7 separate regions of the Mus musculus genome follow, and all the other regions are linked to region 5. Evidence: chromatin contacts called from public Hi-C and promoter capture Hi-C data. All regions are on one chromosome and are shown on one strand. The core of a region is the stretch at or near the end of the contact, and the rest is flanking DNA. Distances in the headings are between cores, read along the strand shown. Region 1 holds the start of Fnip2 (folliculin interacting protein 2). Region 2 holds the start of Tmem144 (transmembrane protein 144). Region 3 holds the start of Etfdh (electron transferring flavoprotein, dehydrogenase). Region 4 holds the start of Ppid (peptidylprolyl isomerase D (cyclophilin D)). Region 5 holds the start of Ctso (cathepsin O). Region 6 overlaps Gm36569 (a long non-coding RNA gene). Region 7 holds the start of 6430573P05Rik (RIKEN cDNA 6430573P05 gene).

Region 1 (2,700 bases), core at 19-2,518, 2.4 Mb before region 5:
CTGAACATAAAGTATCCCTAGAAGGTCTGAATCGGTGTGAGGTGTTCAGTTTTCTGTTTTGTTTTGTTTTGTTTTATAGTGATGAAAACTTAAATGGCAAATAAAATGTTTTCTCAACTAGTAGTGCTGAGAGACAGTACAGGACCCAGGAGAGCATCTTTGGAAACTTACCACTCAAAAGCAGAATAGTATAGGGATGTTACTGAGAGCCAATTGCTTAGCTCAAAATGCAAGACCAGCCGCCACTTAGAGCTGTGGGTCTTGAGCCAGCTTAACACATGCTAATCCAAAGGTATGTGTTCCGAAGATGAACTATTAAATATCTGCCTCTGCTTTGTTAAATTAGAACCCGAGACGTTTCATAAAAAGCATTTCCCTCCCTTTCCACTCATCATGCGGCATCAGCCTTCTAACTGATGAGGAAATTACACACTTTTATTCATCCGCCGGCGAGCTTGTCATACACTGCAAGAAAGAAGCTGCTTTTTTCGTGGCTTCACCCTTTCCAACTTCAAAATACTGTCACATACTCAGTGGGTTGGAGCTGCCTGCAAAATGACAGCTTACAGGCTCTGGGGCAGGGGAGACGCAGGTGACTCTCCCTCCAGAGACCCTGGAAGGTACACACCGGTCCCAGACGTGCTCAGACACGGGGGCATATGGAGAAATTTTGTGGGGCACCTGAGGAAAGAGGGCAGAGGATGGCGCAGGGCTCCCACCTGGGGAGACCTGGAGAGCAAGGAAGGAGGACGGCGCTGAGGTTCCACCCAGAAGGAGCAGTAGAAAAGGGACAGGGCGGTTCGCGGCTCTGAGACCCTGAAAGAAGTGGAAAGAGGAGCCCAACCTGGGAGAACCCGGCGAGGGAGGGAAGAGGATGCTGCTGGGTCCCACCCAGAAAGAGGGGCGAGAGAGGCGTGGGGTCCCACCCGGGAGGACCGGGACAGAGGAGAGTGAGAGACTGGGGTCTTTCCCAGGAGGATCTGGGAAGAAGGGACAGGGTGGCGCGGGGTCCCGCCCAGGAGGAGGGGACAGGGTGGCGCGGGGGTCCGGTCTCCATGCAGCCCGCCTGAGGCCTCCCTCCCGCTCGCACGCGCTCACCTGAAGGCCGGCTCCTCCTTGGGCGGCCGGGCCTGGGCAGACGCTGCGCCGCCGCCCCTTTTGTTGAAGAGCTTCTGGAGCAGGGTCGGGGCCATGGCGTGCACGCGGCGGCCCGGGCGGGCGGCCACGCTCCGGGACCCGACGGCTCAGCGCGCAGCCCACGGCGGCCGCGGCGGGGCCATGGCGACGGGGGCGCGGCCGCCCGGAGGGGCGCGAGCGCGGGACCGCTGCAGCGGACGGAAGGTGCGGCGCCGCGGCCGCCGGCCGGTCATATGACGGAGCCGGCCCGCCCGGCTGACAGCTCGCTCCCGCGGGAGGAGGAGCGCGGAGAGGGCAGCACGAGGGAGAGGGAGGAGCACGGGAAGAAGAGGAGGGAGAGCATGAGGGAGGGGAGGAGCACGAGGATGGCAGGGAGGGGGGTGCACGAGCGAGGGGGAGGAGCGCCGGGAGGAGGGAGGAGGAGCGTCAGAAGGCAGCACGAGGGACTGGGAGGAGCAAGAGGGACTGGGAGGAGCGCAGGCGATGAAGAGTGGAACGTGTTGGGAGGAATACAAGGGAGTGGGAGAGAGGAGTGGGCGATGGAGGAGGAGCGCCAGGGAAGCGGAGAGTGGAGCCGGGAGAGGCTCGTAGGGAGGAGTGGGGCGGGGCGTGTGGGGGGAGGGGGAGGAGCATAGAGGCCTAACGTCTCCATTGGCCAGCTTTACCCGCCCTGCGCCGACATCACTAGGGGTACGCCCGGAGTTATCACTCGCCGGGCTCTTACTGGGGCTAGAGAGTTGGGCGGGGTGCACGAGTCTTCACACACTTGACCTACTGAGCTCCAGAGCACAACTATGGAGGTTTTTGTTCTTTGGAAAGAAAAGCCCTTGAACTTGGTCCTCATTTTATCGGGTCCAGGACTCCCTAGCAGAAAACGTGGCCTGAGCTGGAGAAGCAACTTTAGTGCCTGACGTTGCTGCTGGGGATTCTGGCCCCTGCTGCATTTGAGGTCCCAGCAAGCAACTGCCGGAACCAGAGTAAATCAGCAGGCTCAATTTTGAATTTACAAACAGTTTATTCAGGTCACCGGGTTTTGTTTTGGTTTTTTTTGTTTTTTGGGGTTTTTTTGGGTTTTTTGGTGTGTTGGTTCCCACTGGTACATAAGTCACACAAAAGCTGTGCATGTACTAAGCCCATATGTGCGTGCGTTAAGCCCACATATACACACAAATGATTGCTTTCCTAGTTCGTGTTCACATTGGGCACATAAAAAAAAAAAAAAAAAACTCAATAGATTCTTTGATTTAGGGAAGCTGAGTGTGTGCTTAGACTCATTTGCCTGTGCTTTCACGCCTCAGACCCCCTGAGAATTTATTGTGCTGTGGTGCAAGACGTTAAAGAACCTGCGGTTATGAAGAGTCTGACCACATTCAAAACAGTTTATTAATCTGTTTTGCGGCCTAGAGCTCTAACGTGGTTCAGATGGTAGGTAGTAGAGCTAGAGTTAGTTACTTTTGAGTTCCACTCTGACTCCAGCAAATTTGAGGACGGTGAACAAATGACCCACCAAGATTTCTTAGACTTGATCAAAGGAAAGTTAAGGATGGAGAAACATGGCTCAGC
Region 2 (2,965 bases), core at 48-2,547, 2.1 Mb before region 5:
CAGGTTTCAGCCTGAATTGGATGAATAATTAGTAGTGCTAATTAGAGCGCATGACCTCATTTGACTGCTGAATCAACTCCAGTCAGTTATTGCCTTAGATAAACGATGTTCGTTTACAGCACACGGCTCCAGAGCATTTCCAAAAGCACATGATCTAATTCCCTGTGAACCAACAATCCCAGACTGCCATAAGGAAGAGTCCATCTCGCGTTAAATCAGTGACATTTCTGTGGTAAAGAGAAGCATCATTACTTTACTGAACATGTATCCCCAACCCTTTTTTCGCACAAACCTAGCCCCAAATTATTCCTCTAAAAATCTTATTTTCAGTCTAGGTTGGTAGCAAGCTAACTTCCGGCACTCAGAAGGCAGAAGCAGGAAGATCTTTGAGATCATCGCCTGCTTGGTTTACATAGCTAGTTCCAGACCATCCAGGACAACACTAGTGTGACCCTGTCTTTAAAAAAGCAAGCAAGCAAACAAAATCCATTATTATTATTATTATTATTATTATTATTATATTTTTTAATAATACGGCATGCTCGGCAAACGCTCTGCTCAGCTATACCCGAACCCCGTTTTTACTTTGTTTGATTTGAGACAGTCTCGCCAAGCTTTTCTAGGCAGACTTTAAACTCGCTTCAGAGCTCAGTCAAGCTTTAAACTTGTGCTAGATCCCTCCCATTCATTTAAAATTTTTTCAAGTTTTAGTTAGACAATAGGACCATAAATATCACGTGGGTCAGGTAGCACGTGACCTGCCCACACGCGTTTACCTTAGACAGATTACCAACCAGGCAGCAGCTATCGAAATAGTTCGTATTTCTCCAAGGTAAAAGCTTTCAACATTCCGTGGAAAAGTCTCAAGTCCAAGGATTCTAAGGTTTACGTGTTAAGTATCCACTTAATATTTTATTAAGCTACATTCATTCTTTCTAAAAAATTTACTACTTTCGTTTCATTACTGGTATATCTGCTTTTTCTCCCGACTACTTTAAAGTTTTAAGCAGCTCCTCCCCTGCGTTTAAGATAGTGCCGGCGCTCGATCAATGCCGCCTGCTCTAGTTTAAAGATTTCATTTCTGGTTTCCTTTAATTTCCTCCAATCTGAGTGCAGCTTCGCCTGTCTCTGGGCTGACGTCACGAGTGCTGGCACTTACTTGCTCTGCGAGTTTTCCCGAGGAGCTGAAGGTTGCAGGGCGGCTCTCAGACCCAGGGGCACCTTAGACTCAGGTGACCTGGTGGGGTCTCACTGCGCTGACTCTTCCCTGGACGCGTGCGGACTTCCTGCCGGAATCTGAAGGGAGACCGGAGTCCCTCCCAGGCGGAGGCTCAGGACACCCTCCCAGCGGAGGGCTGGAGCTCAGTCAGGTGACTAAGGAGTCCTCAGGCCCTCTGTCAGTCAGCGAGTTAACTAGAGAGTGTCGTGCCCCCCCCCCCCCCCCCCCTTTAAAGAAGAGCTCGTTCAGTGAGTAGCAAGTCACCTTCTGCTAAACACCACACCTTTAATTGTGCAGTTTGTGGATGAGACAAAGCCGGAGCTACCTCACACAGTTACAAAATAAATGCTCATTCCATCCCGGTTTGCCTTTGTTGTTAGGCAATCTCTCCTAATTTGCACTCCCAACTCTCATTCCCCCTTTTTAAAGTTGAGACAGCTTATTCCGAAGTTGCCTAGACTGGCTTAACGCTCACTCCACAGCCCAAGTAGACTCTGTGATCCTCCTGCCTCAGCCTCCCATGTAGCTGGAATCATGAGCTTAGACAAATGTAAACAATTAATGTGTGCTACTGTAATGTGAACTAAATGCCTTTGTGGCTTGCTGGCACATTTCAGTAGACAAGGGAGGTGGCTTTATACAAATCCATACACTGGAGTTGCGGAAAATAAAGCTTGGCCCGGGAGGTAATTTCTTTGAAAATAGCTTCCAGGAAGCTTTCCTGTGAAACCAGGCTGTGCATCACGTTCCAGAGCAGTAGCTGTATCCCACCCCACCTAAAGAGCTGTAAGAATCAAGAGCAATGGACAGGAGTGCAGGCTTCGGACATCCGATTGAGATTCAGAGGTAAAAGCAACCACTAGCATATGATGTAGATTTACCTGCCTCTTCTGTAGCTGAAAACCACGTGTGTGTGTGTGTGTGTGTGTGACTGTGTGCGTGCGCGTGTGTGTGTATGTGTGCGCGCACGTCCATATGTGTGTCTGTGTGTGCGCTCGTGTGTGTGTGTGTGTGTGTGTGTGTGTGTGTTTGTGTGTGTGTGTGTTCATCTCTCTCTGTCTCCCTCTCTCCCTCTCTCCCTCTCTCTCTCTCTCTCTCTCTCTCTCTCTCTCTCTCTCTGTGCATGTGTTCGTGTGAGTGTGTGTGTGTGACTGTGTGCGTGTGTGTGTGCGTGCATGTGTGTGTATGTGTGCGCGCGCGTCCATATGTGTCTGTGTGCGCGCTCTTGTGTGTGTGTGTGTGTGTGTGTGTGTGTGTGTGTGTGTGTGTGACAGACCTCTCCTAGACAGCAAGGCTGTCTCTCTAGGCCGGATACTAGCACAGCAGAAGACACAGATGTGAACTTCAAGAAGAGGAAGTGCTAGGTCCTGGCCTAGTCTGAGTTTGAGGCAGGCAGGCCTCTTGGAGTGGATTAAGCTGACACCATCCACTATCTGGTCATGTGAGATTCACAAGAAAGAGAAGAAAAGTGGAGACGTTAGGAGATAAGGTTTCTTGAAAGGAAGCCTTGCTTTTCAACTCTACATCCATCAGAGAACTGCACTGGGAGGCAGAGTATCATGAAGAAAGAAAGAAGGTCATTTTCTTAAGAGAAATGATTAATTTAGTGATTGAAAAAATCGAGAAACTTCCTGTTTATGTGCACACATAAACAGGCAGAGATTTGCTTATTAAGTTTAACTTTATGTACTTTGCAATTAATTTCTTTAAATTTTTCCACATTAAATTAAGGTGTTTTGGCAACAA
Region 3 (2,892 bases), core at 42-2,541, 2.3 Mb before region 5:
GGCCTCTGATTCCCACCAGAGAATTTTAAAAAGGTATAACGTTTATTCCTTTGCTTAAACGAGCATGGTATCTCTCATGACCCATCTGAACATTTAGGCATAAAGACAGAGTTCCAGTAGAAAGCAAAGTCAGAGTCACTGAACACCGGATCAGCCATACACGACATACTTAGCACATTTAGTTGTCACCACTAGAGGTAACACTGAGTAATGAAAATGTAACAAATTAGCGTTTAAAGAAAAGTCACTGACTAGATCCAAGACTGCATCTAAATTAGACTGTAAACTGATGGCTCTCAAAGCATACCATCTTCTGTGGATAATAGATGCTTGGTTTGAATATACACCATATTGTTTAAACAAGTATACAAATACTTGTTTAAAAATCCCACAGCCAAATTAACTTCAGTAAAGATTTATATTAAGCCAGTTACAACAGAATTCAAGATCCTCTAAACTTCTGTTTGAACGAGGGGGTTGTTTTTAAGTAAAAACTTAAAACTATCCTGCAACTGCTTTAAGAAACACCCATAACAGAAACGCCTGGTGTTAACTCTGGATAATGCAGAAAAAATTCCGACTCCAGACATAATTGGTAATATATGAGTTAATACGATATGAGAGCTCAGACTTCAATTAAGATTAGACTATTATGGCTGCAAAGTCAGGTCAGAGCCAAGGCGAAAACCCACACAAGTTTTTCTTTCTTTCCCATTCCTAATAAGGCGGCAGATAATACCTGAGCCTTGAGGTAAAGATTAGGAGCGGCATTTGGGGGAACTCCACCGAGGGGGCAGTGTTGACAATTTTCTCTTCTCATGACCTTTAACCTAGATGATAATTCTGCCAACTGGGGCAACTCCAAGGTCGGTAAGGTAGGGTCGGCCACCAGGCGCTGACAGCATTGACCTTTGCCCTAGTTTAGCCTAAGACAATAGACAAGGAAAGAGATGCTGGCAGTACCCCGGGTGTGGCCCCAGTCTTGTTTTGTCCCAACTTATCCACCTTGCTCCTTCTGTCCCCACCAGGAGTTTCGTCTCACCAGGGCAGGACAGCTTGGTTAGTCGCACCAACATGTTCAAAGTGACCCGGAGACTTGACCAGATACAAAGGAGAGAGGCGTGGGTCTGCGGCTTGCCGAGGGTGCTGGACTTCTAGGCTACGAGGGGCGCCATCACCTGCCAAGAAGCCCCGACTGCTCAGCTTCTGTCAGCGTCTGGGCTCTGCCGACCGCCCTTGCTTCGCGGCGTACCCGCCCCTCTTCTGCTTTGCGCCGGCGCCACAGAGGACACGAAGGCCAGTAAGGTTTCCGGGTCACATACAAGCCAGGAAAAGGCAGAAGACTCCATCTCCCAGTCATCCTCAGCCAGGAACCTAGTGTGCAGAAGAGGCCGACAAGCTCTCGCGTGTGCGCATGCGCCCTAGAAGCATAGCGAGGCTGATTTGCTAGGCATTCTGGGAGTTGTAGTGTTTAGCTCCTGGAGCTGTGCGCAGGAGCCTGGTGACGCCTGGCTTGATATCTGATTGGCTGTCTGGAAAAAATGAGACGTACTTGGGGTCCAGGGCAGAGACAAACGAGAAGATGGGGCGGGACTCCGTGTGGGAGGAGGCGGAGCCTATGGGCTTTGGGCGCGAGCGGTCGAAAGGCAGTTGGTGAGGGTTCGGTTGCTTGATCCGGTCCAGTAGCCCCAGCTCACTCCCATGGCTGACTCTGAGGAGTTTCGGGCTTCTTCGCCGCCGCCGCCGCCTCCCTCATCTCCGTCGTCAGGCGCCTCTTCGTCGTCCCTCAGCATGCCAGTGAGTTTGGGCTGGCGGGATCCGAGCAGGAGTCCCGGTCCAACCGTGGACCCGCTGGAGCAAGTGGAGCTGCAGATCGGAGACGTGAGTGTCGCCGTTGCGGCTGAGAGCTGATTGCAGCTAGGGTGCTCCTGCCTGCGGTTCTTGGAGTTGAGGGCTAGCCTCGGCTCTCTCTTCCCGCATCTTTCTTTCCTTCTCCTTCTGCTAGCGGTCATCCGCAGCCCCGCTGCCAGGATCCTCTCTCCGCCTCCTCCCATCCCTCGGAGCACTTTGGGCGGTCATAGCTTGCCTCCTTGCCCATTGGTGCTTTCTAAGGGACTCGAGCTTGTGCTTCTAGTTGGCCACCAGCCCAGGGCCAGCTGGTGATGCTGTTGTGTGTCGCTTACTTGGCTCTGTGTTGGACTTGAGTGGACCAGGGCTAATCACAGCCGGCAGATGGATTTGATAGGACAGTTTAGAACAGAATCTTGCAATGCAAAAATTCTGTAAAGTTTTTGTTCAATCTCGAATTCCCAGAAATAACTTCCTGACCCCAACACGTATAACGCTGAGGGGTTGGAGGGTCACAGCGGCACTTTATTTATTTATTATTAGGTATTTTCCTCATTTACATTTCCAATGCTATCCCAAAAGTCCCCCATACCCTCTCCCACTCCCCTACCCACCCACTCCCACTTTTTGGCCCTGGCGTTCCCCTGTACTGAGGCATATAGAGTTTGCCAGTCCAATGGGCCGTTCTTTCCATTGAAGGCCGACTAGGCCATCTTTTGATACATATGCAGCTAGAGTCAAGAGCTCCGGGGTACTGGTTAGTTCATAATGTTGTTCCACCTATAGGGTTGCAGATCTCTTTAGCTCCTTGGGTACTTTCTCAAGCTCCTCCATTGGGGGCCCTGTGATCCATCCAATAGCTGACTGTGAGCATCCACTTATGTGTTTACAGTGGCACTTTATAAGGACTCTTTGAGAGGGAGAAAGGACTGAAGTATGTAGCAGACAATCTTCCTGGAGAGGGTTGTGGAATAACCACACAAAAGATTTGGAAACTAGAACTGGCTGACAGGTTTTTATTCTTTTGTCAAAAGAGATGGCTGA
Region 4 (2,992 bases), core at 445-2,944, 2.3 Mb before region 5:
TGATACTCTTGCCTCTAGTGCGGAGATTATAGGTGCTGGGTACCAACTTGGGCTGGTTAATTTTTTTCCTGGGCTGGTTTATTTATTTATTTTTTAAAGGTAAGGTCTCGTTCTGTAGTACTGACTAACCTGGGACTATCCATCTTCCTGTTTCTACCTCATAAGTGCCACCTGGCCAGTCTTAACAATGTTTTACCTCCTTTTTTGTCTTTTTGGAGTGAGTGCCTCTTTACTTAGCCCAGGCTAACTTGAACTTTGGATTCTCCTGGCATGGAATCAACTACTGGCATAACAGGCCTATGCCAAAGCTACTCGTCCTAAATGTACTTTCTTATTCTTTTTTAAAAATTGCATATTTTCTTTATGTACACTTCAAAATGTTATCCCCTTTCCTGGCTTCTCACTCCCAGAAACTCCCTATCCCACCCCCTCCCCCTGCTTCTATGAGGGTGTTCCTCCACCCACCACTCACTCCCACCCTCAATTCCCCTACATTGGGGCATCTATCCAGCCTTCATAGGATCAAGAACCTCTCCTCCCATTGTTGCCTGACAAGGGCATTCTCTGCTATACATGTAGCCGGAGCTATGTGTACTCCTTGGTTGGTGGCTTAGTGCCTGAGAACTCTGTTGGTTGATATTGTTGTTCTTCCTATGGGGTTGCAAACCCCTTCAGCTCCTTCAATTCTTTCCTTAACTCCTCAATTGGGACCCCCAACCCCCTCAGTCCAATGGTTGACTGTGAGCATCCGCCTCTGTATTTGTAAGGCTCTGGCAGGGCCTCTATATACAGCTATATCAGGCTCCTGTCAGCAAGCATTTCTTGGCATCTACAATAGTGTCAGGATTTGGTGACTGTATATGGGATGAATCCTCAGGTGGGACAGTCTCTGGATGGCCACTTTTTAAATTCTTACTGGCATAGCTCAGGCTGGCCTGGAACTCACATAGATCGTCCTGCTTCTACCTCCTCAGTACTGAATAACCACATTCAACTTTAAGTTGTGTATTTTACACCAAGCCCATTAGAAAAAAAAAAAAAAGACAGACTATTATAGGATATCTAGTTTTAACAGAAGTCAAATAAATCCTCTTTTAGATTCTCAACATCAGCGCATTTGGAGCCTTTGCTTTAGACTGGGTCACTTACAACTTAACGGCCAAATGACAATAACATGGCAATAGTAACTGGACATCTGTTATTTATTAGAAGCCACATGTTTATGTCAGGCATTCTGATAAGTAATTTATGTCTTTAATTTCCAAAACGCCTTCCCTAGGTAGGTAGGCATTAAGAAAAAGAAGGCACCAATTAATTTATGTATGTGCGCTTCTGTGTGCATGCTACGACATACTCGTGGAGATCAGATGGCAACTGGGTGATAACATTCTTTCCTTTCACCTTACGGATCCTGGGGATCAGACTCAGGTCGTGCCGCCTAGCCACCATGTCTGCTCAGAGGAGGCATTTTTATCCCCATTTTACAGACGAGTAAACTAAGTTTCGTTGTAGTTACTGGCATTTCGTGGCAGAGTCGAGGCTAGGATGGTTTCCAAATTCTCCACCCAGCGATGCAGCAAACACCAGGGAACGGCGCACACACTAAAAAGAAACCGACGGCCACTACAGCCACCTAAAGAGAAGCATTAGGGGCCAGGCGCAGAAACCGGAAGGTGAAGGCGCCACCGGAAACCAGAGTACAGCTTCCGGCGGTGCGCAGGAAGTAACTCTTCCGCGCGTTGCCAGGTTATAACGTAGAGGGGCAGTAGAGTTTGCTCCGGTCTCGCGCACGAGGTGCTCGTGTCCCGCTGCCCAGTGCCCGCAGTGAAGATGTCCCACGCATCCCCGGCAGCCAAGCCCTCCAACTCCAAGAACCCGCGAGTCTTCTTTGACGTGGACATCGGCGGGGAGCGAGGTGAGCGGCGCGAACGGCTCAGCGGTTCCCTCGCCCGGGGCCTCCCTGCTGCGGTTCTCCTTGGCCCGCTGGCTGTTCGGCGGCTCGGGGCCTGGGATCCGGAGGGGGATAGCAGCCTAGGTCCCAGACGGAGCGAGCCCTGGCCTCCACGAGTCCAGATTGCGCCCTCTCCCTTCCGGTGGAAGTTTCTGGAAATTTCTACTTCTACTTTAGGGATCGTGGCGTCCCTATCGTTTGTCTCTTTTTGATCGCACTTCCCTGCAACCTTTGCATCACTACTTACTATAAAGTGAAATGATTTGACGAGTAGTGGTGGATAGTTCGGTATGCTTCCTGGATATGTGCCTGGGGGGCTCAAGACACGCCACGTGCCTCTTGGTACACGAACTACATTGGGAGCTACCAGATCATTTTCAAATTAGAGTGACTTTCGTGCTTAGTGCTTTTTCCTTATTACTGATTATAGTAGCAGTTTAAGTAGGCGATCGTTTGTGCTGTTTTGGCATCATGGAATTGAGCACTATGTCTGTATGGTTACCTAGGATTCAGAGCTAAGAAGCCCTAAGCCAGTGGCTTAACCGGTGGGTGGAGGAAACTCCTTGGAGGGTGGGTTGTTAAACGACCATTTCACCGAGTTGCATATCAGATATTTTCATTACTAATCGTAACAGTAGCAAACTTACAGTTATGATGAGGAACTATATTAAAGGGTGGAAGCATTAAGAAGGTTGAGAAACACTGTCATAAGCCCTCGTGTTGCTTTGTAACTCAATTGGGCTTTTCTGAAGCATGTTAGAGTTGTAGGCCAGACCTGCTGGGATGGGTACACACACGGGTATATATGCATTCACTTTGTTTTGTAACAGATTTTATTGTTAACTGTCTCTTGGATTCTTGAGAAGGGAACTGTTTCAGAGGTTACAAAAGGCAGTTTCCATAGAACACAGAGTGGACTATGTCTTCTGTTAGTTACTTAGCGATTAGAAATTCTGAGTGCAGGGCCCCTGAGATAGGTCAGCAGGTAAAGGTGTCTGCCACCAACCCTGAATCCCAGCGATTGTCCCATGATCTCCACAC
Region 5 (2,700 bases), core at 130-2,629:
ATCCTTTGAGTTAGAACATTTATGCAGGATAACTGCTGTGATCAAAAGAAAGTTTATTTGGACTAAATTTAATAAGTTTATATCAACAAACATTTACTGATTGAATACCCACTATATGTTGTTGGTGCATAAGAGACTAAAGAAATGAAATTGTCGCTCCCACGAAGCTGGCATTACAGAAAAGTGCTATGGATCAAAAGGCTACAGACTGAACACCAGAGGCAATGGGGGCAGTATTAGAAGAATAGGGTGGAGAGGGGGAGAAGGTTAGGGTTTTAAGTAGGGCAGTCGGGGTAGGTAGGCCTGGGAGTGAAGGAACAAGAAAATAAACACTATGGTTATTCAGATATACGCCAGGTTGGAAGCTAAGAAACAAAAGATGCAGGACATTCCGATTTCTGGGAACCTGGTTACAGTTTGTCCACAAAGGATCTGCTTTTGGACAATAGAGAAGGGGTAAAAAAGAAACACAGAGTAAAGACTCATTCTAAGACAATAATTTGCATTTTGTGTACATAGGCCCTTCTGAGAAGCAGCTGGCTGTCTTCTCCCAAGGGTAACCAGCGATTTGTGATATTTGGTCTCAGATCTTAAATCACTCAGTCTCCTTAAAGGAGAGCTCTGAGGCAGTGTACTGGAAACCTCTTTAGCTGAGATGTGAGTGAGCAGACATATTGACTGGTTTGAACATGTTCCCCTTTTCCTTTTACACTCTGTATACCGGCACCATGGTAAAAGGAAACAAGATTTTTAAAAATTACGTCAGTTAATTATAGCTGGGGATAGAAAGTGAGGTGGATGGATTATGAAGTAAGCTAAGCAAGAAGAAAACAACATAATAAAATAATAAGAAAAATTAAAGCAACCTTAACAGTGAAACAAAGAAAAGCACAGGACGTGCTCAGCATATAATGAAGTGTTTAGGATTACTTAGCTAAATTTCATTACAAACTTCGGAAGCGGGTGCAGCTTTCTACAAGTGGAGAAATGGCCACAAGATATTGTGCAGTTCTGTGCAGCAACAATTTTGTCAAGTATTTATACGCATCCATAGAGAGAAGTGTGTAAATTCGCATACACTATACGTCCCCATACAACCTGCTGAGTTCAATTTACACACACTCAGTGAACACATATTCAATTTAAACAGCAGGAAGTAAAATGAAGGGCTGAATCTCAGACAGCAGGAAACACAATAGTTTGTATCTTCATACTGTTGTGTAAGTCAGGTTTTGCTCTCTTTCTTATTAAGTAAGAGGGAAATCCCAGATGCCCAATAACAGCACAAAAGCTCAATAATAATCCCAAGAAGCACCAAACAAACAAAACAGCTGGGACCCCAGCAGCTTTCTGCTTCTGGGCGTGCACAGGACACAGGCAGTGGGCGGAGCCAAGAAACCGAAAGAGAAAGCGGGCCGGGCACAGTGGACCTCGGGCACCGGGATGAAGCCGCAGTTGGTGAACCTCTTGCTACTGTGTTGCTGCTGTCTCGGCCGCCACGGGGTCGCCGGGACCTGGTCTTGGAGCCACCAGCGGGAGGCCGCCGCCTTGCGGGTACCAAGCTCCCTCCCTCTACTGCCCCGGGGCTCCTAGGGAGGGACCCAAGCTCCAAGCGCGCATTTCCCCAGTAGAACTGCCTCCTAAAAGTTTGATTCCCCAGGGCAAGGATTTCTGTGCTATATCCCAAAGCACCAAAAGATGTCCAAAGCAAAGCTAAGGGGAAGAAGTATCCTGAATCCTAAAGCCTTTCCCACACCAAACCTGTCGCATAGAAAGCCGCCTGCAGGGGGCACTGGCTCTCTCCTCCTATAACTGGAAGTTAATGATTTCTCAGTCCTGGAACTGTCTACCACCATCAAGTTCTCTCTGACTTGGTGGAGACTGATGTAGAACAGGAGACATTTCACTGCCTTAAATTCGGATTTCTTTTTTTAAAGTTTTCATAATAATCCTTCAATTGCTCTCCAACCTTAAAATTCTGAAATGGACAAGTTAGCTGACCACGGATAGATTTTCCCAGTAACCAGGGGAACTGACCGAAATGCAGATTCACAGTTGGCCTCAGTTGCTATACTTAATGCTCTCTGAAAGGTTTTTAAATCTGAAAAAAAAAAAAAGAAAAAGAAAAGAAAAAAGAAAATGCCATCACGATTTTATTAGAGGAGGACTCACCTGTTCGACTCAGTGTCTATCTGAATTCAGGAATGCTGCTCTTAGGCCATTTAACTAGTGTTTACTGATGTTTTCTGAAATTTCCATAGAACCCCATAGCTCTGCCCCGTTCTCCTTGTCCTCTTTGGCCTGAGAAGTTCCAGTATTCATTCAGTCCGGCCTTCTTTGGCTTCAGCTACCCTTGTGTTGTACTCAAATCAAAATGCTGTGCTTTAGTTCTCCTTTTTGTTACTTTTGAGCTCATTTCTTGTTACCAGTCTATTTCTCAGTGTCCTTGGCCTGTGTGTTACTGAGACCTGTCCTTGATTTCCAATAGGGTGAGGTAGTCAGTGTCACAGGTTGTTGATAAGGTGTTTATTGGCCAACTAGTTTTTTTTTTTCTAATCTTGAGTATTGAAAGCTAACAATGTAATGTATAATTTTTTTTCTCCTTACTGAAATAAAGCAAGGTTGCCAAGAAAAGCAACTTAAAGAAAGTGAAAAAGGGTCTACTTTGGCTCACACTTTCAGGGACAGTCTATCATCATG
Region 6 (2,962 bases), core at 162-2,661, 2.1 Mb before region 5:
CATTGATAGTATTGACCTGACTTTCCTAGGCTGTGCTATTGGAAAGTCTTGAGACTGGATAGATACGGTTAGGATACAGGAGAGAGATTTGGTGGGGATGGAGTGAGGTGGTGATGGGTAGCATTTTGAGACAGTCTAGCTGTCCTAGAACCCACTGTTTAGCCTAGGCTGACTTTAAAAATCACAACAGTTGTCAGTGCTGAGATTATGGACGTGATTCACAATGTCTGGGATTCTCTCTCTCTCCTCATCTTCCCTCTTCCCCTTTGATAGGACCATGATTGCAAACTAAACAAACATAATTTTAAAAAGAAGTTATTTTGCTTACTCACTTTAAAATATCACTAACAGAAAGATACTGCAAGATAAACCACTCACCAGGACCCTGACTCCCATCCTTACCGCCTCACTGCTGCCCTTTCTGCTTCACTGGTCTGCTTACTGGCCCCATTCCAGCCCCGATGGTGACCTGGCTTCGTCTCATCTTTTAGCTCATTGCTTCTTGCCAGTTTCAGGGATTCAGGACCCCTTCTCTGGTGACTTGAGGGGGCTTTTCTCATTATGGCTGTTATATAGGTATATTCTATATCATATATATATATTCATTCTATATGCTAAAGAGGTCAACTGAAATATTCTGTATCATATGCATATATTCATCCTATATGCTAAAGAGGTCGAACTGAATCGTTCATGAAGATGGGCCTCAGTTTAGAGCCTGGTCCTCGGTAAGCCTTCCTATGAGTCAGTTCTACATTGTCTCAAACAAACCAATCAGCATCTAGTGCTGCATCATTTATTCTGACCTGCAGGTGCTGCCATTGTCCCCACAGCTCACTAACAGCAGTGCCTTCTGCTCAGGTGCTGAGAGCATGAAGCTCCTATCAAAGCACGGCCTCCACTCCAGAGTCTCCCAGGACGGACGGGTGCTGTCTCATCCGTGGCTTAGGACTCCCTCTTCCTTGGCTAGTCAACCTGAAAGAGTGTTTATATCCCAGTGTTTTGTAGGGTGGATCTGTGGGGAGACTCCTCATCCCCATATCGTAATGCCTGGCTCTCCGAGAAAGGCTTCTCCTCCATGACTCTGTTGTTAAGCAACAGTAGTTAAAATTCACTTTCCTCCAATTTTTCAATATCCTCTACCTCATGACTTTGCATCTATAGCTAACCCAAGCATTGAAATCTTTCTGAATCTTAAGCTAAAGCATTAATTCCAGAGGAGAACACTGACACATCTACTTGGACAGGTGTCACCCGTATGCACCATCAGAATTGCCTCCCCCAACAGAGCTTGCATCTTTTTTTTTTGGATAATAGATCCTGAGACATAAAATACAGGTAGGATGTTAGTATCTTCCTTCCTCTCATTAAGTTGCATTGATGTGAGGCTCCAGACAGAGAAGCACTGGATTCTGTTTCCATGGCAACTGCTTCACTGCCTAGGGGAAAAACAGGACAGCAATTGAAGTCTGTGCTAATGGCAGTCCTAAAAATAATCAGTAATGTGTTGAAATCAAGTGGAAAGACCCAGGAAATAATAGATAAAATTAAACCTCTGCAATGTGGGGCTGAACAATCAGATGCCAGTTAAATCTCGTTGCAAGTGTCTTGTGCTCCAAGGTGTACAGGGACAGTTGGTGATGAGTGTATTTTGGAGGATAATTGATCATTCTTTTATTGAATCACTCATTCAACTAACTACTAAGTATGCAGGAGCCTTGGGTCAGCAGAAACTCTGACTCTGGACTCTCTTGGTTTTATGTGATCAAGAGACAAGAAAAGCTAAAGTAATTATTGAAGATATCTTGTTTGCTGACCCAGTTGCTATTCTAAAAATTTCCATTGGGTATTTGTGGGGTTGGCCATAGCCAACCCCAGGGACAATTCAAAACAATTTATAGGTTTTATTAGTTTAGTAGAGGCCATGCAGCTAAGGTGGATGCCTGCCTGGTACTTCTATCTGTGGTGACTGAGTTCTGCTCAAAGCTCAGAATCTTGTTTGGTGCTTGGAGAATGTTTATAATCTTTGTTTTATCTGAACATGAAAAGGGATACATTTAATATATGTCACTTCTGGCAGCTACTTTGTGATTAAAGGGAATGAAAACAGCTTTCAGGCAAGGGAAAGCCCAAGGGCATTACAGACATGGGCTGGAGTGATTGGTGGGTGCTTACAAGTATTTGGCTGCTCTTCTACGGGACTCAGGCCCAACTTCCAGCATCCACAGATGCCTCATGGCCATCTGTAGCTTCAGTTCTAGGGGGTTTGACACCCTCTTCTGGAATCTGTTGGCACCAGGCATGCACATGGTACACATAGATACATTCAGGGAAAATGCTTACACACATAAAATAAATCACACGAGAGAGAGAGAGAGAGAGAGAGAGAGAGAGAGAGAGAGAGAGAGAGAGAGAGAGAGAGAGAGAGAGAGGAGAGAGGAGAGAGAGAGAGACAGAGAGAGAGAGAGAGATGGCTTCATATGCTCCATAGTTAGTTACACCGTACTTTTGAGTTTGGTGTATGGGTGGCCCTCCTGACCTAGAGGTTACTCCTTCTAGGGCTTAGTGGAGTGTCTAGGTGGAGGGCATGATGAACACGAGCCAATAACACTATTCTAAACTTGCCTGGCCACCAAGAAAAGCTGTTAGTGGGACTAAACTAGTATGTGGCCCTTTAATTTGACCCAAGGAGAAAGATATGTACTAAAAATTTGTACTATAGTAACAAATCTGTTTGTGTGTATGTGTGTACGTGTGTGTGTGTGTGTGTGTGTGTGTGTGTGTACATGTGTGTGTGTGTGTGTGTGTGTGTGTGTGTATGTCTGCTCTCATATTCGGCTGTATCACAGAGCCAGAATTCTCTGTGGGCTTGCTTAGTCCTAGGCAAAGAAAATCTTCTGAAATAGAAGTCAGAACAAGTTGTAGCAGTGACATCTGCAGTCAACTGTCTTTTAAGTTCTTA
Region 7 (2,984 bases), core at 382-2,881, 2.6 Mb before region 5:
TGCCTGATAAAAACTGCCCTTTGGAGTAGGTACTTCTGAAGACGTGAAGTGAACGTTCTTATGCGATTACAGTCCATCTCCCAGGCTTGGCAAGTGTAATCTATATTCATATCCCACAAGTGACAGCTCCACCAAGCAAAAGGAAAACCATCAAGAACAACAGTACCAGGTGCCGTTCTTGGGGCTTGTCCAAAAGCAGCCAATGGAAGATTCGCTTTTATTCTAGTCTCTCGCCCATTAAATAATCATCATCAGAGATGGGCAGCACTTGGATTTGGACAGATGGCATCCCATCCCCAGACAAGCAAAGCAACTTTTGTCAAGTATCGGATCCTCGCTGTTTTTGCTGGCCCCAAGGATCTGTAGATCTTCTTTGCCTGCAGGGTTGGCAAGCAGGATCGCCTGTAGTCGCCATCCCAACATTTAGGAATCTACGTCATGTAGCCAGTAAGCAACGGAAATCAAACCACATTTTTTATAACACTCCTCCCTCGCTAATCCAATCTAAGAAAAATCAAATCTAACCCACCAGCTATCCCTCCGTTTAAAAATAAAAAAAAAAACCTGAGGATAAACAATTGTATAAACGTTAACCACTCATCTAATTTTGACCATATTGTGCAAACCGAAAGAATCTGCCCTGCGAAGAAGACGGAGTCGAATACGCCTGTTCTGCACTTACATCTACAATTGGAATGAAAAGCGCTGGCCTGTCAACTTTTTCCTTTCGATGGATAACAACATTCCTCTTTCAAGAAAGTAAAGTAGTAACTAAAGACAGGCTTTCACTTTACAAGGCCCACCTAGGCCAGTCAGTTCATCGCACAACCCTGCAAGTTCCTGCTTACAGCTCATTAAACACCCCTAAACTCTAAAGATGGGATACATGCAAGAGAGTAACTGAGCCTGCAGTCAGGGTGACAAGAGTACCCGGCCGAGAGGAGCTGAGACCTGACCCCAAGACTCAACCCCAAGGAGTGTGGCCGGAGAAAGGCATACCCTATAGACAACTAGTCCCGCAAAGGCGCAGGCAAGGTCAGCTACGGGGAGCGCAACGAAAAGGACAGCAGAGGAGAGGGCAGCAATCGCAGAACAGTCTGAAAAGAATGCCCTTGGAAGTTGGGGCAGGGAAGGTCCTGGATGGGGGAAATGGGATGCTTCCCCAGCAGAGGAGTGCCGGGGCACTGGAAGGGCGCAGTCTGCAGACACCAACCCCACGGCGGGTGGCGGCGCGTCTCACCTGGGGGGTCCTCTCGGCGGGGTTCTTCATCACCGCTTGGCGGAAGCTATTATCCACGTAGGACGCCATCTCCCCCTGCGGGGCGCACCGGGTCCGCTCCACACACTCGCCGGCCTCCCGGCCCAGCGCCACTGCCCGAGGCAAACCAGCCCAGGCGCGGGGCCGGGGCGCAGACAGCACGAAAGGTCCGTGCAGCCCGGAGCTGCCCTCCTCCTCCTCGCGGCTTGCTGTCCGTAGACTCGGACTCAGCGACTGCCCGGCAGCGCTCCCGATCGGTCGCGGATCGCGCTGGCCCCGGCGGGCCGAGTTATTTTTAGGGAGGTGCAAGCGACGGCGGGCGGAGCCTCTCCGGCGGGGCCCTGGCTCTACCCGCTCCGGCCGCGCTCGCTCTGACGCGTCCCGGGTCCTCGCGCGCCGGTCGAGAGGGAGGGCCGCGCGCTGAGCCTGGTGAGCCCGGCTCAGGTCTGGGAGCCACCGAGCCCGCTGGCCTCGGCCGCCGTGGCCGCGCCGCGCCTCCGTCTACTGTCGGCCGCGCCTCCCGACTGCTGCTGCATCCCCGCGGGCCGCGCAGCTCCAGCCGCCCGCCCCCATCGGCGCCTGAGCGCGGCTGCTCCCCGCGCGGCCCCCGCGCTCTAGGCAACTTTGTGCGTCGTCCGTGCGGCGGGCGGGCGCGGCGGGCCAGACACGGGTCCCCGGCGGGCGCGAGGCCGAGAGCGGAGCGCGCAGCCCCGCCAAGCGTCTGCTGAACGGCGACCGCCTCCTCTTCCCCGCCTCTTCCTTCTCCTGCGCCTCGGCGGCCGCCGGAGCCACTCTTCAGGGAGGAAGCGGCCTCCGGGGCTTGTTGCTTTGTGCTGCAACCATGGTGAGGAGTGAGTGACGGGCCGGGGGCCAGTCGGAGGCCGCCGCATCATCGGGGGCGGAGCGCCCCGTGGCGCCGGCCCGCCCCATCGCTGGCCTGGCGGGGCCGCGCCCTCGCTGAGAGCCGCGTTCTGCCGGGGCCAGGTGCGGTGGGAGCCAGGACAGCCGGGGCTGTTGCGATCGTTGATCCCATAGCTGAGCGGCCGCACCCCGACTCTCTGGCCTAGACCCCACATCCCAGGCCTTGCGGCACGTCTCCCGCCTCTTCCCGGGCTGGAAGCTGACCCCACCCGGGAGAGGTCCCTGTGAGGACTCGGCTGCAGTGGCAGGTCTTCCCAAAGCTTAGGGCTGACTGGGATTTTGCTTCGGTGGCAACATTAACCATCCTTGGATTCTGTTTATTTGTAGTGACTGCAAGGACAACGTTGCTCTCCTACCTTCCGCGCTCACTGACATCTAAACCCTTAAATGACTCCTGCGTTAGTCAGGTAGGAATGTGGCTTTCCAACTCCAGACCTGGTATCACATCGGACAAGAAAACACCAGGTCAGCCCGTTGTAATCTAGAGGCCAAGACAGCAAGTTCTCTGACATAATCAAGAATGAATAATCCTAGGTCGGACTTTGCCTTCCACTGGGCAGAGCACCTTCTCAGGATCGCGAGTTTCCAATCCAGACTTGCCCGGTACAAAGCCCATATTAGTGTGTTAAGATGTCCCTGCTCTTGGGAGTTCATCCCTTCCTGACCAGGCTTGAGGTGTGCAGCGTCAGCCTCAAAGAAGATTGCAGTGTTTGAAGTCTGTGTGGAGACTAAAGACAATTGTTATTCAAACTTAAAAACCTTTTTTTCAAGCATATTTTTCGATATCCAGTTTATTATTGTAAGC

What was found. Promoter capture Hi-C pulls out the DNA fragments that hold promoters and counts their contacts. Hi-C and Micro-C count contacts between places; a contact is called where the count stands out from the background.
Region 1: a contact with region 5 is called in a promoter capture Hi-C map of pre-B cells. The contact joins the promoter of Fnip2 here to the promoter of Ctso in region 5. A contact is called at or near these places in 3 of 39 promoter capture datasets (the C10 cell line, liver and pre-B cells) and 1 of 115 datasets of contacts at active chromatin or transcription factors (astrocytes).
Region 2: a contact with region 5 is called in a promoter capture Hi-C map of liver, with 5 times the contacts expected there. The contact joins the promoter of Tmem144 here to the promoter of Ctso in region 5. A contact is called at or near these places in 23 of 39 promoter capture datasets (the 3T3-L1 cell line, 3T3-L1-derived adipocytes, the C10 cell line and 14 more), 2 of 15 datasets of contacts at CTCF or cohesin (large pre-B cells and pro-B cells), 25 of 484 Hi-C or Micro-C datasets (the AML12 cell line, B cells, CD4 T cells and 20 more), 7 of 115 datasets of contacts at active chromatin or transcription factors (differentiating embryonic stem cells, extraembryonic endoderm stem cells, hepatocytes and 4 more) and 2 of 9 other capture datasets (adipose tissue and liver).
Region 3: a promoter capture Hi-C map of pre-B cells shows a contact between it and region 5. The contact joins the promoter of Etfdh here to the promoter of Ctso in region 5. A contact is called at or near these places in 7 of 39 promoter capture datasets (the C10 cell line, hippocampal neurons, liver and 2 more), 2 of 484 Hi-C or Micro-C datasets (B cells and CD4 T cells), 4 of 115 datasets of contacts at active chromatin or transcription factors (astrocytes, forebrain, large pre-B cells and 1 more) and 2 of 9 other capture datasets (adipose tissue and liver).
Region 4: a contact with region 5 is called in a promoter capture Hi-C map of pre-B cells. The contact joins the promoter of Ppid here to the promoter of Ctso in region 5. A contact is called at or near these places in 5 of 39 promoter capture datasets (the C10 cell line, hippocampal neurons, liver and 1 more), 2 of 484 Hi-C or Micro-C datasets (B cells and CD4 T cells), 1 of 115 datasets of contacts at active chromatin or transcription factors (pro-B cells) and 2 of 9 other capture datasets (adipose tissue and liver).
Region 6: a Hi-C map of cortical neurons shows a contact between it and region 5, with 2.4 times the contacts expected there. The contact joins the enhancer-like site here to the promoter of Ctso in region 5. A contact is called at or near these places in 22 of 39 promoter capture datasets (the 3T3-L1 cell line, 3T3-L1-derived adipocytes, the C10 cell line and 13 more), 2 of 15 datasets of contacts at CTCF or cohesin (large pre-B cells and pro-B cells), 31 of 484 Hi-C or Micro-C datasets (the AtT-20 cell line, B cells, CD8 T cells and 22 more), 4 of 115 datasets of contacts at active chromatin or transcription factors (bone marrow-derived dendritic cells, differentiating embryonic stem cells, extraembryonic endoderm stem cells and 1 more) and 1 of 9 other capture datasets (macrophages).
Region 7: a promoter capture Hi-C map of pre-B cells shows a contact between it and region 5. The contact joins the promoter of 6430573P05Rik here to the promoter of Ctso in region 5. A contact is called at or near these places in 3 of 39 promoter capture datasets (the C10 cell line, liver and pre-B cells), 1 of 115 datasets of contacts at active chromatin or transcription factors (astrocytes) and 1 of 9 other capture datasets (liver).

What each region holds. Positions count from the first base shown.
Region 1 is chr3:79,566,411-79,569,110 of GRCm38.p6, forward strand. It overlaps Fnip2 (folliculin interacting protein 2), which reads right to left and starts at 1,269. Exons shown (of 17, transcript NM_001162999.2): 1 at 1,099-1,269. The coding sequence starts at 1,193. 4930589L23Rik (RIKEN cDNA 4930589L23 gene) reads left to right here and starts at 1,782. Exons shown (of 2, transcript NR_152118.1): 1 at 1,782-2,700.
Region 2 is chr3:79,841,612-79,844,576 of GRCm38.p6, forward strand. It overlaps Tmem144 (transmembrane protein 144), which reads right to left and starts at 1,298. Exons shown (of 12, transcript NM_001379543.1): 1 at 1,160-1,298.
Region 3 is chr3:79,627,476-79,630,367 of GRCm38.p6, forward strand. Etfdh (electron transferring flavoprotein, dehydrogenase) reads right to left here and starts at 1,292. Exons shown (of 13, transcript NM_025794.2): 1 at 1,043-1,292. The coding sequence starts at 1,076. 4930579G24Rik (RIKEN cDNA 4930579G24 gene) reads left to right here and starts at 1,604. Exons shown (of 2, transcript NM_029482.1): 1 at 1,604-1,881. The coding sequence starts at 1,702.
Region 4 is chr3:79,589,643-79,592,634 of GRCm38.p6, forward strand. It overlaps Ppid (peptidylprolyl isomerase D (cyclophilin D)), which reads left to right and starts at 1,695. Exons shown (of 10, transcript NM_026352.4): 1 at 1,695-1,915. The coding sequence starts at 1,831.
Region 5 is chr3:81,931,222-81,933,921 of GRCm38.p6, forward strand. It overlaps Ctso (cathepsin O), which reads left to right and starts at 1,380. Exons shown (of 8, transcript NM_177662.3): 1 at 1,380-1,554. The coding sequence starts at 1,444.
Region 6 is chr3:79,865,865-79,868,826 of GRCm38.p6, forward strand. The region is part of intron 1 of Gm36569 (a long non-coding RNA gene); the gene reads right to left. Among named protein-coding and RNA genes, the nearest start is that of Gm40073, 14 kb to the left of the region's middle. Within about 2 kb of position 1,412, at least 36 of the 459 cell types and tissues checked have an H3K27ac peak or open chromatin away from gene starts, as enhancers often do. A contact at or near this core is called in cortical neurons, where this site is marked.
Region 7 is chr3:79,285,224-79,288,207 of GRCm38.p6, forward strand. 6430573P05Rik (RIKEN cDNA 6430573P05 gene) reads left to right here and starts at 1,632. Exons shown (of 2, transcript NR_165170.1): 1 at 1,632-2,586. It also overlaps a transcript of Rapgef2 not described here.